Linked DNA regions of Gossypium arboreum: region 1 is linked to region 2. Evidence: chromatin contacts called from public Hi-C data. All regions are on one chromosome and are shown on one strand. The core of a region is the stretch at or near the end of the contact, and the rest is flanking DNA. Distances in the headings are between cores, read along the strand shown.

Evidence for each region. Hi-C and Micro-C count contacts between places; a contact is called where the count stands out from the background.
Region 1: a contact with region 2 is called in a Hi-C map of leaf, with 2.6 times the contacts expected there. The contact joins the promoter of LOC108458420 here to the promoter of LOC108460993 in region 2. A contact is called at or near these places in 2 of 5 Hi-C or Micro-C datasets (both in leaf).

What each region holds. Positions count from the first base shown.
Region 1 is chr4:111,435,701-111,442,766 of ASM2569848v2, reverse strand. It overlaps LOC108458420 (protein BREAST CANCER SUSCEPTIBILITY 2 homolog B-like), which reads left to right and starts at 4,765. Exons shown (of 20, transcript XM_017757808.2): 1 at 4,765-5,139; 2 at 5,212-5,367; 3 at 5,656-6,693; 4 at 6,788-6,894; 5 at 6,985-7,066. The coding sequence starts at 4,995.
Region 2 is chr4:111,205,764-111,212,272 of ASM2569848v2, reverse strand. LOC108460993 (40S ribosomal protein S4-like) reads right to left here and starts at 3,219. Exons shown (of 5, transcript XM_017760737.2): 1 at 3,072-3,219; 2 at 2,559-2,636; 3 at 2,230-2,410; 4 at 1,878-1,975; 5 at 1,095-1,743. The coding sequence starts at 3,074. The coding sequence ends at 1,315. It overlaps LOC108460551 (protein TIC 56, chloroplastic-like), which reads right to left. Exons shown (of 6, transcript XM_017760079.2): 5 at 6,229-6,460; 6 at 5,987-6,062. The coding sequence ends at 6,263. LOC108460552 reads right to left here and starts at 5,845. Exons shown (of 2, transcript XM_017760080.2): 1 at 4,807-5,845; 2 at 4,497-4,691. The coding sequence starts at 5,278. The coding sequence ends at 4,633.

The DNA.
Region 1 (7,066 bases), core at 3,516-6,015, 230 kb before region 2:
TGGAGAGGAGGAGGAGGAAAATATGTATGAATATTTATCTAGCATGGCTAATTTGCATATTTTAGGCTCAAGGACTAAATTGAATAAAAGTAAAACTTTATGGGCAATTTTGTAAACATGTCAGAAATGACCAAATTGCATGAAATGGATTATTTTATTATTTAAATTACAAAATTGAATGAAATTATTAATTTAGTTCAAGATCGGGAAAACATGTTTTAGGATTAAATTGAAAAGTGTTAAAATTATGAAAAATTCTAATATTTTATAGAATTCATGGATTTTTATCAATATATATGAGAATAATAGCTGGAAATAAGGATTAAATTGCAAGAATTTTATTTTCCTGACCCTAAGGATGAATTCGTCATTAATTAAAAGTTTAGGGGCAAAATAGTAATTTTTCCTAGAGCATTAATTAAATGCATTAGAATATGAAATGAATGAAAATGATGATCAAATTTATTTATAAAGATCCGGACGACTCAAATATGAGACTTGATCGTGGAAAAGAAAAGATATCGATTAATGAAATTATAAACACAAACAAGCAATGAGGTAAGTTCGTAACTTGAATTATATTCTTAAATGCTTGAGATTGTATGTTATTTATGTGAATATGATTTGAATGTTCATTGTATGAAAATTTATGAAACATTGATAAATTTGATAAAAGGAGAAGAAATCCGGTTGAATGAAAGGAAAATTCGATGGATCTCGTAAAAGGAATTGACGGTAAAAGGATCTAGCCGGACGGGTGATCTTATCTGATATAGCCCTTCCAAGAATATGTGTAAAATGGATTTAGCCGGACGGTAATCCAATTAGGTCTGAATTTAGCTTTGGACTAGTAATTGGATCCAAGCTCATTAGAGTAATTGTCGTTGCGAGATTTAGCCCGGACCGGTAATCCCGACAATACTCTATGAGTTTATATTACTGAGGATTTAGCTTGATGGTAATCCCACTGTAAGGATGAGGTTTGCGGGAGTGTGCTATCTGATATGAAATGTGTAAGACCATGGTTGAAAGATACCATGGCAACGTGACATGAAAAGAATAAGACCGTGGTTGAAAGATACCATGGCAACATGACAGAAAATGAGTAAGACCATAGTTGAAAGACACTATGGCATCACGTCAAAGATAAATAAGACCGTGGATGGGAGACGCTATAACATCTATTGAACAATTGATATTCAGGTAAAATGTATCAGATGATGAATGGTTATATGAAATGGTTGTGTGAAATGTTTACAAGAACTGGTCATATGGAAATATATGTACAAAAGCGTTGTATAAAATAATTATGAAAATGGATAAATGAAATAAGTATAAGTACATGGAATATAATTTATGTTAAGTTTGATATAAGCTATTACCGAATAAATATACATAAAATATATGGAAATGATGAAGCATAAAATATTGATATAATGGAATGATATATGCTTGTGAAGAAAGCGGTAAGAGCATGATATGTTTCATGACATGTACATATATGATTATCTTTGATATGTTGATACAAGGAAATTATGTAATTGAGACTATTATTAAACTCAAGTGCGACATGTCGAGAAAATAGATATATCAATGTTGAATTTATATGAGATATGTGCAAGTATACTAACAATGTTGTTGTTTGATGCTTATACAAGTGCCAAACTGTTGATTGAATGGTAATATATTTATTTTATATGATGCATTGAATCGGTAAGTATTTTAATTTTTTAGTGATCGCAAATGGTAGTAATGCTCAAACCTGCTCGGCAATGGATACTGAGTTAGGGTGTTACTGATTTTCCTTAAAATTTGTCTAGGATTATTATAGAATGTATTACAACAGTGTCCATGCAGATTCTGTGGGATGGAAAACCGTCGACTGAAATTTTTTCAAGTAGGGGTATTAGACAAGGATGCCCGATGTCTCCCTACATTTTTATGCTGTGTATGGAGAAATTGGGGAAACTTATTCACAAGAGTGTAGAGAATAAAACTTGGAAACCTATTATGTTGGGTAAGAATGGCCCTTCCGTGTCGCACTTATTTTTTGCTGATGATCTCTTATTATTTGCAAAAGCGAATATAAATCAAGCTAGGAACATAAAGAATGTGCTTAACACTTTTGGAGCTGCCTCAGGTCATAAAGTCAATGGACTCAAAACTGCTGTGTTCTTTTCTAGCAATATTGATACCAACTATGCTAATGATATATGCAGTGTACTTGGCTTCTGTCAAACTGATGACTTGGGTATCTATTTGGGACTGCCTCTTTTCCATCGACGTATAACGACTAATACTTTTAAGTTTGTGGTAGATAAGGTAAGACAGAAATTAGATAATTGGAATGCTAAGATGCTTTCTATGGCAAGATGAGTGACACTAGCTCAGTTAGTTTTGTTGTCCATCCCTAACTACTTCATGCAAACCATGAAATTCCATCTAGCATTTATACTGAAATAGAGAGGATTGCTCGAAGATTTATATGGGGGAGTTTTGAAGCTACCAAGAAATTGTCGTTGGTAAGGTAGGGGATATTTGTCAACCTTTGCCTAATGGAGGAATTGGTATCCGTTGCCTTAAGGAACAAAATGAATCATTTATGCTAAAGTTGGGATTTAACCTCCTAGCTGATGATCAAGCATTATGGGCAAGAGTTCTCCAAACTAAGTATAAAATTTTGGAAGTTTGCCCCGAGGAAATTTCCAGAAGCAAATTTTTTCATGTGGAGATCTCTTTCCAAGGTTTGGCCCCTTCTGCGTCAAAGTATTCTTTGGTCAATTAGTGATGAGAAACTTATCAAATTCTGGACTGATAATTGAATAGCAGAGGTAGGTCCTCTCATTAACCATGGCTTGGCTCCTTCTTTGATTGATGAATATATCACTCTTTGTAAGGTTGTGAATATGGAAGGTAAATGGAATTGGGAATATATGCGATGCTTATTGAATGAAGAAATTTTATCCATTATAGGCGACATTCCGACCTTGAATTCTCTTGTAGGCCCTAATGGAATTATATTGAGTTGGACTTCTAGTGGAAATTTTAGTATCAAATAAGCCTATGATATGCTTACAAAAAATTCGTTAAACCCGCTGAAAGCAAAATGGAAGCTAGCTTGGTCTTTAAATGTCTCACAACGTATTCATCAATTTATTTGGGTGGTGTTTAAGGAGTGTCTCCTTACTAATAAGGAATGGTGTAGGAGACGCTTCGTTGTTGATCCTTCGTTCAAGCTATGCGAAAGTGTTGAAGAATCTTGCCTTCACATGTTGCGAGATTGTAGCCAAGCTAAAGAAATGTGGAAGCAGTTAATCCCCAAGAGGATTTCAAACCAGTTTTTTTCTTCCTTGCTGAAGGTATTGTTATCTACCAACTTGAAAAATACTTTTGATGTTAATTTTCAAGATGTAGATTGGTCCCTTCTTTTTGGCATTGTTTGTTGGAGGATTTGGAAACAGTGGAACTTATGCGTGTTCTAAGATATCCATTTTAACATATTTAGTATGATCAACTCTTCGTGGGGGTGGGCAAGGTCCATAAGCAAGGACAAACTCCTATAAAGGGAATATTGTGAATTGAAGCAGAGATCAGATATGGGTTCCTCCACCTACAGGTTTCTTTAAACTGAACACAGATGATGCTCGTAATCCGAATTTGGGGCTTGCTTATACGACAGTAGTAGCACAGAATGAGCAAGGCAATGGATGTGGGGATTAAGAAGAAATATTAGAAGATGCAGTGTACTTCGAGCTGAACTTTGGGCCATCTATGACAGCCTCAAATTAGCTTGGGAGGCTAAATGGACGAACATTATTATTGAAACAGTTTGTGCCTTGGCTATCAAAGGTATCCATGGGTATCATAAAGGACATTCAAATAGAGATTTGATTTTGCATATCCAAGAATTGTGTAAATGGAGAGTGCTTATAAAGCAAGTACCTAGAGAGGTGAATTATGTTGCTGATATCTTGGCTAATTCGATGAAAGATTATCCCATTGGCAAGCGAATCTTTCATGTGGCTCCTCCCTCGGTTGATGACTAGATTTGGTTTGATAGATGTGTTCGGTTTTCCAATTCGGATTCTACTTATAGTTTGTAATTGATATTGTTTTATTGTTACAAAAAAAAAAAAGTTTGATCAATAAAATTAAGAAATTGAAAATTGATTCCATCCGAAGTGTTTATATAGTTAAAATATAAATTAAAAGATTACAATTATTTGAATCGCATTGAGTTTTATTTTTTATTAATTTATAATTAGAATTTTATAATACAAAAATAATTTTAAAATTTATATATTTTAGAAAAAGATTAAATAAAATTTATTAATTATTTTTTATTTATTTTAAATTTAAATATTTTAAAAATTTAAGAAAAACACAGTTAAATTTTAACAAATAATATCTAAAAGTTATATATAAATAAATTTAAATTCTTCAAAAAAGTTAAAATTCCAATTTTGGCATAAAGAAAATGAAAACGAAAACGAAAACGAAAACGAAAACAAATCCACAATTAGCATGAAAAAACGAAAACAAAAGTAAAACTCATGGTTGTTTGACTAGACCGGTCAAGATATCGGTTCAAAGAAAGGTTTTAGACTAATTGATTTAACTAAAAATTGATTGGCTCAGATATTAAATCTAGACTTTGTTTACTTTTTAATATTTTTAATAATTTATTCAATTGAATCAGATGAAATGATTGAACCGATAACCTAATTGATTTAACTACCAATCTAATTTTGAAAAATTACTTAGAAAAAATCATAAAAAAACCCAACAAAATTGCATCCAGATTAGCTTAAGCCCAACGAACCTGAAAATACTCCCCTCCAAATCCAATTTATCATCTCATCTCCCCCGTAATATTTTACGTTTCCCGCCTTATCAAAACATCAAAAATTTCAATTTGTTACAATACTCGAAACTCAATGAAGCATATAGCATAAGAAAACATCAAACACAAACCCTAGCCAAAATCCTCAAAAATGTCTACGTGGCAGATTTTTTCTCATGCCGGAACAAGTTTTCGCTGGGAGGCTTCCCCTCCTATCGTACCGATTAAGCCTGCCGATGACCCGAACGGAGCTCCGGTTCCTCCACTCCCATCCATGGCCGATCTCCTGCTTCAAGGTAAATAGTCTCTCAATCATTTCGCGTCTGTATTTGATTATCGTGCTCTCAAATTCCTTAGATCCAACGCAGGATGTTCGAAGCTTATTGAGAATGGAGATGGAGAATTTGAGAAATATCCGATGTTCAGAACCGGATTGGGGAAATCGGTGGCATTGAAAGAATCTTCAATTGCAAAAGCATTATCTATCCTCGCCAACGACGACGCTGCCTCTACTGTTACTTCAAGTAAAGCTTCTCTCTTTTACTTTCATTTTTTTTGTTTGATAACTATATTCTGCAATTTAGAGAAGAAACTTATGTCATTTGGATAATATGAAGCTGAAATTAAAAAGGGGAAAATGTAGGAATTGAATTTATGTTCGGAATGGTTTTTCTATTTTTAGGAACCAAGGAGCATTGGTTACTAGAACCATTTAATATATTCACTGAGATGATTGTAAAATTGCGGGACCAAGCTCATTGTAAAATTGCGGGACCAAGCTCTTTTTTTTTTTTAACTTATCTGCCACACAGGCAAACTGATTCCAGTGAACAATGGCTGCGGTAACTCTCTTTTTCAAACGGGCTCTGGGAAAATGGTTAACATATCTTCAGCTGGTCTGGTCAGAGCTAAGACATTTTTGGGACTTGAACAAGATAATGAGAATCACAATTTTGAAGGTTTTCAACATCCAAGGAGGTTACCTGCAACTAATGAACCTTATGACTGCCAAAGGTTTTCTCATTCAGGGAAGAAAGAAGATTTGCAAAATTATGGGGTTATGGATGTTACATCAGAACCAAGGCACATGTTAAACTCTAGGAATCGTTTACTAGGAGGTGAACTAGGCAGTGAAAATGACTCAACTCCAATGCATTCCAAAATGTTTGATTCAGTTCCCAAACCACCTCCAATCAAGTTTCATACTGCAGGTGGAAGATCATTGTCAGTTTCAAGTGATGCATTGAAGCGTGCAAGGAGTCTTCTTGGTGACCCAGAGCTAGGAAATTTCTTCGGTGAAATGGATCAAGAGGTTCCACCATTTACAGTTTACAAGGAGGAAAATTTTAATGATGCTTCATTAAACAAGGAAAACTGTTTCTTTACTTCATTTCCAGTAAGTAAAGACACATCCAAGGATTTCACATCCCCACTGAAATCATCTTTCAAGCAAACAAGGTCCATATTCAATTCAGAAAATTTAAGTTTTGGGAGTAATTTGATTGAAAAATTTGATGCAGTTGAAAGTTCTAGTGCATGTGCATCGGCCATCAATATGCCTTCTCCACAGAATGCTTTGAAATCAATCAATAGGCTTTCTGAGAAAAATTTTGCAACTAACAATTCTTTGCCTAGCGGTTCTGGTTCACAGACTAATTTGCCTAGAAGGTCATTTGGTGGGCCATTGGTTGATATTTCAAATAACATTGCTACATCTCAAACAAATAACAAACAGGTTATGAATGAAAAGAGGAGAATTGGAAGATCAAGTTTTGTTTCTCCCTTCAAAAGACCCCGCTGTTCCAAGATCTCTGCTCCATTGAATAATGATGTTTCCTTGGTAGCAAATGGTAAATTTATCAGGCCTCTAAAACTTGCTTTAGTTTTATGATTTCTCATTTTGGTTTATTCTCTTTGTTAATGTATGCCTTTTTACTTCATTAGATGATCATACATGTTGCAAAAGAACAGTTTCCACTAAATATCCTTTTCAAGTACCAAGAGTATATATAAAGGAATATTTTGCTGTGCCTCCTTCAGCCTGCAGCACGGTAAACAGCTTCTCATTACAGCTTATTGCCTTCAAGAAATTGGTTAATTCCTCACCATTGACACCTGTTTATATTCCTGGCTTGCTTTAGTTGAAGTGTTTCCCAATCAAAGGTAAACAGATCACACCAGCGAATGCTTACGAGTATTTGTTTAAAGATGAAACTAGCTTAT
Region 2 (6,509 bases), core at 1,970-4,469:
CCTAGGTTCCCATTATCAACTTTGACCAGTTGAGTAGGAACTTTGTGACTCATTCTGGTTGTAATTAAATAGCCTCTCGCACATCAGCAAGTTTGAGGTATGTCAAACAAAATCAGGAGGAAACGTTGAAGGAATACATCAAAAGGTTCTATACAACTACATTAGAGGTAAAGGAGCTAAAAGACGAGCGGGTTATTCAAGCATTCATATTAGGAGTGCAACACAAACTCATGCATTATGCTTTTGCAGATGCCCAGCTAACCAGGCTTTATCAACTATATTAAAAGGCAATGCTGTAAACTAAGGCTAAAGAGGTAGAAGTTGCTAGGTAGGTAGAGAACCCAAAAGGATAAGATGTATCGTGCAGATAAAAGGCCAGACAAATCTAGTGAATGATAGCAAAAGCATTAGATATCAATAGCCACAGAGTAAGAAAAGGGAGTGGAATTCTCCTTACTGGAATTCTCCTTACTCTAAGTTCCACTCAATACCACTCGCACAGCTATCATGCATGCCATAATGAAGGTTTGGTAGAAAGACCCCGCCAATGAAAGGAGACAAGCCAAAGAAACTCAAGAAAACTTCGTGAATTCCATGACAACACAAGACATTCAAGAGAAGTGTATTAGCTTGAAGGATGCTATTAGGACGCTCATCAGAAGAGAAAATTACAGGAAAACCTGTTATCGGTGCTATCAATGTTATAATTGGGGTTAATGATCACTTGCCACAAACTAAATCCATGAGAGAAGAACTACTTAGGGTTTCATGGCATCAGACCCTCACCCGTCCAAGTGCGCTACACTCATGGACAATCAATTTTGACCAATGGCTAAATCGGTAGACGGAATTAATTTACTGAACTGGATAAAAAAATATTTATAAATAAAGCCCGATTGAGAAAACGTAAATTTGACCTATTGTCAGATTGGCAAAAACCTGCAAGAGGCTCAATAAACTATAATGTCACAAGCTTGCTTTTGATAAAATTTCACCTGCGTTGCATTTGCATTACTTTACAATGAAAATGATGAGCATGGAAACAAATATTGCATTAGCTGGGAAGGAGTTCATCCCAAAGGAGGCAACTCTCATTTAACCAACAAAAGCACTAATATTCATGAAACAGCCGAGTATTCGATAATTTAAAGCCTGGTGGTAAAGTAGGTAACATCACCCGACAGAAAAAAAGATAAATTGCAAGAAGTAAATAGTTCTCAAAATTTTGCTCACAACTTCATAAATAAACAACTCCAGCTAATCTTTAGAATAAACTACTGCAGCAATACATATCTGGATGTCTTATGCTAAAGTTTAGGCAGCATTTTGGGCAGCAAGCCTCTTCCTAGCTTCCTCAATGATGGATAACTTGATACCCTTACCCTTAGGAAGGGACACCCATGGCTTTGTTCCTTTTCCGATGGTGAAGACATTGCCGAGACGAGTTGCAAACTCATGCCCAGCAGCATCTTGAACATGGATTGTCTCAAAGCTGCCCTTATGCTTCTCCCTGTTCTTAATTACTCCAACTCGCCCTCTGTTTCTCCCTCCAGTGACCATGACAACATTCCCAACATCAAACTTGATGAAATCAACAATTTTGTTGCTTTCAAGGTCTAGCTTGATGGTGTCATTAGCCTTGATCAAAGGATCAGGGTAACGGATAGTACGACCATCGTATGTATTCAAGTATGGAATACCTTTCTGGCCAAACTGGACAGATCGAACCTTGCAAAGCTTGAACTGCAAAATACGAAAAGGCACATGGATAATAATGTTATAACTAAAAGAATGAAAAAAGTTGGAATACTCAAGTAGTATCATACAAATGTGATCAGAACAAGCAGATCAAACAAGTATAGATAGAGTATCCGAACCTTGGTTTCATCGCCACTGATGGCATGGAGACGAAATCGCCCTTTGGTGTCATAAAGTAGACGGAAGTCCTCATTTGTTTTAGGAATGGACACAACATCTGCCAGAAGGTAGTATAGCATGGTTAGACCATATTTGAAGAGAATAATTTAAGAAAGGCAGAGAGAAAACATTCAAATCCTAAAAAAAAAAGTAGCTCTTAAAACAGTAGGCAGAAGGGAGGATTCTGAAGTCATGTGGAAAACCGAGTAACCATGCCAAATACAATTCATTCAACTAACTAGTTTGTATGCTGCAAATAAAATAAATCAGCTGACAAAATCAGCTGAAGAAGTGAAGAGATACTACACGTACCCATGAAACCAGCTGGATAGGTCTTATCCGTCCTAACCTTCCCATCAACCATAACATGCCTCTGCATGAGAATAGCAATGACTTCTCTATAGGTGAGAGCATACTTCAAACGGTTTCGCAAAATAAGGATCAATGGCAAGCATTCCCTGGACTTGTGGGGACCAGACGATGGCTTGGGTGCCTGCAGAGATGGAAAACGAAAACATCATCTAAAACGGTATAGGTGATGGGTACAAAAAAAAAAAAAAAAGAGAGAGAGAGAGAACTGAATCAATAAAGAAAAAGAAGTAAACTAGTATGGAAGTGAAGGGATCAAGATGATGACATACAAAAGCACCACCAAGCTTGTCAAGCATCCAATGCCTGGGGGCATTGAGCCTCTTCAAATGTTTCTTCAACCCTCTAGCCTGTAACACACCGCAAAGAACAACATATCGTAAATGAAACTGAAATGCATAAGGTGTCAATTTGTCTACCCATTACAAATAACAGAACAATGAATGAAGAGCAGGTAAAGAATCTAAGGTTCCATTCAAGTCCCCCATTCCCAATCAATCAAAACAACATTTATACTAAATAGGCAAGGAATTAGATAGATCCCGGCTACAATGAACAGTGCGAATCACAGAAAACCCAGATATAATAAACATTCAAAATCAATTAAGATTAGGCCAATTTTCATTTGCTTAGAAAGCTAGCCCAAAACTTTAAATAACAGTGATTAAACAAACTAAAATGGAATAGCCTAAGCAGCAAACCATGAAACTTACATAACTATCAAAGAATGAAATAGTTAAGAAAAGGTAAGAGGATCGAAGTTAGGAAAAGTAGAAGAAACTAACCATCTTGGAGAAATGAGGCTGCTTTGCTCAAAGTCTGTGTCTTGCTAGGGTCTTCAAACAAGAAACCCTAATAGCTGCATATCTTAATAGATGAGGGCATTATAGAGTTTTCGATCCAAATATGAATTGGGCGTCTGCCATGACCGAAACTATGTTTATGGGCCAGTAGCCCACAAAAAGATAAAATTTTGGGTTCATTATCCCCCCTTTTTTTATTGAAGTTGCTCAAGTTCTTTTGGGAATATACAATGGTTAAAATATGCTATAGGTCCCTGTACTTTTAACATTTAGAACTTAATCTCTCCACTTTTCAGATTTTAAAGTTCGGGTCTAATTGTTAATATTGTTAAATTTATTGATGTGATATTTTGAAATAAAAAAATATTCACTTGTTAATAATGTAACTAAAAAATGGTGTGCCTTGAACTGAATTTAATAAAATAATTTTAATTATGATAATAGTTAGACTTGAATTCAAATCTAAAAAGTAAAAGGTTAAATTCTTAAAAATAAAAATACAAAGATTAAATTTTAAATTTATAAAAGTATAAAGACTGGCATATTTTAACCATATACAATATAGGTTTAACTTATGGTTTTGTACTTGTATTTTCATCATTTGGTACTCAATTTTGACATTTTTAACGTGGTACTTATGTTATTTTTGGCTAAATTTGGTACATGTATTTGATAAAAGTTATATATTTTGATACGCTTAATTTTTAGGGTTCAATTTGGATTTTAGGGTTGATTTGATGAAAGTTAATTTCTAATATAATTTGGTTTGAAATTTTCATAATTTTGTAAATAGAATAAATTTAGTGTTAATTGTGAATTTGTTTAAATTTACATTTAATTTGTCAAACACAATCCAATGGATGTGATGTAATTTAAGTTTTATGAACGGATGTGATATAATTTAAGTTTTATGAATGGATGTTATAAAATTAATCGCTAATATTATTAGCTAATTATGAATTTTCATTTGATCAATTTTAAAATTTAAATTAAACACTAAAAATTAACTTTATTATCTTTAAGTACCAAAATGTACAGTAAATTCGAATAAGAAATATTCTTCAATGAATATGAAATGAAATTGAATGGTTTCGAGTTTTTACAAGAGAAAACTAAATAAATAAAATGTCAAAACTTGCATATTTAGACACTCATTGATGTTTTATCCACATAAATATTTTTGTTAAATATTGTTTATTATTTGGTAAATTATTTATTTTCTGATTAAATTATAAGATTAAAAATTAAAATTATAATATGCTCAAAATTTTTGTATTATTTATATATTTAAAATTTGATCTTCATATTTTTATTTTTAAAATTTAGTCTTTTAATTTTTGAATTTAAAATTTAGGTTTATTTATTAAGATTGTTATAAATTTTTGTCAAATTTAAAATCCACATGGCTCAATCAATCTCCAACACTTGTAATAAATTGTCTCAAAGGATTTTGACATTAAACATTAAACAATAAACAAAATACTTAAATAAATATGTATTTTAACACAAGAAGACAAATCATTCCTCAATCATCAACAGTTGTTTAATCTTGAACGATGTGAATCAGAATAGTAGCTTCATCACTGGTGGGTGCTGCATCATCTGCTTATTCATAATTATAGACACTCACAATCAATATCCAAAAACTTGAAGCCAAAGCAACACCCCAGAAATGAAAAAATATTAAAAGTGATTTATGATGGTAAAAGAGTGTAACCTGGAAGAGATGTTGGCAACTGCGAGACAATGTTATCAATGATACCTCCTCCATCCTCTGTTTGCTCCTCTTTGTTCATACCCCCTCCTCCTCCTCCACCACCCTTTTCTGCCTCTGGTCTCAAACCAGATTCACCAAAAGCTTCAGCTTTTCCTTGAGCACTGATGCTTCCAGCTTTGGGACTTAAAGGACTGACCAAGTTTGAAATGATTTGATCAAAAAACCCACCTCCCTTCTCTTCATTTTTGGCCTCTGCACCTGCACTCATGGTCTCTTTCTCAGCTTCTTTAGCTTGGTTCTCTTCATCAGCATCTGATCCTGCAGTAACCAAATTTGAGATGAGATGATTAATGAATCCACTTCCATTAGCTCTCTCTTTCTCTTCCCCATGTTGTTTAGCTCCTGCTTCATCATCTCCCTTGGGATTAATGGGATGCAACAAGCTATCAGCTTCAGGCACAACATCATCCATCTTTTCTACGATTTTGATTAAGGGATTTGGTGGGACAGATATAGGTGTTATTTATACTGAGAGGCGGTGAAAGGGGGAAAAAGGGGAAATAATAAAATATTGATAGAGAGGGCAATATCTTGATTATTAATTGGGTAAATAGTAGAAAAGGCCCAACAATAGGTGGACATGTGTCAGCTTGCTGGAGCCCTTCTCAAAGCATTTTTATGATTTCCATACATACATGGTCGGTGGCATCGAATACCGCCTTTGTCAGAAATGCAAATACTCTTGAAAACGTTATCGTTTCCCTTAAACAATTAAAATAACTTATTAGTCTACTTTTACTTTTCAAATATCAAAATTCTAATCCTATTATTAATATTGTTAAATTTATTAAAATAAAAATTTGATGGCATTAACAATTAAACTTGGATTTAAAATCTCAAAAGTAAAAGTACTAAATTTCTACAAATAAAAATATAATAATTAAATTTTGAATTTACAAAGAGTACGTGGACTAATTAATATTTTAACCAAACAAATATTATATAAAAGCAAGTGGGGAAATTTGCTTTCTTTTTATCATTACCTACTCATTCTAATATATATTTTCCTTTGGTCTGAGACCCCAATGTCCGATAGTCCCGAGCCAAGTCAAACCCTAAAATGAAAGGGTAAAACAACTCAAATTCGAAATAATCCTCTAAACAATACATAGGCAGGCGCTTCTATATTCCAAAAAGTCGGATCTTCATTGATCAGCATTGGAATCAATACATTGTCAAAAAAGCAAGTGTATCCCCTACAAGAGTTCAACATTGATCACCATATATCATTTAAAACGAAAACTATGCCTACGTTCTCAAAAGAATCAGAAACCATCTCCTTTCGGTGATATATGAGATCAAATTCAATGGGGTTGATTGGTTATCAATATAAAACCTACAGGAAGTCAAGTCAGACCTTACCAATCAGAGTTAACTTCCTTATATGGTAGTTACGCTATGGATCATTCTCTCTTCGACCATACATAGCTTCCGCCTCAGCCTTCTTTTGTGCTTCCCTTTTCTCCTTCCGTCTAGCATCCCTCGCAGCAGAATCAGCCTGTACTTTCTCCATTATTGCATTGAAACCAGGAACTGTCCTGTCTAGTTTGTTAAAAACTTGGCTGCTAAGGTTGTAAAAGATTCGGAATATTCTCTGCAAGTATACAAAGAACAAAGGTTATAACAGAAGAATAGATACTTTA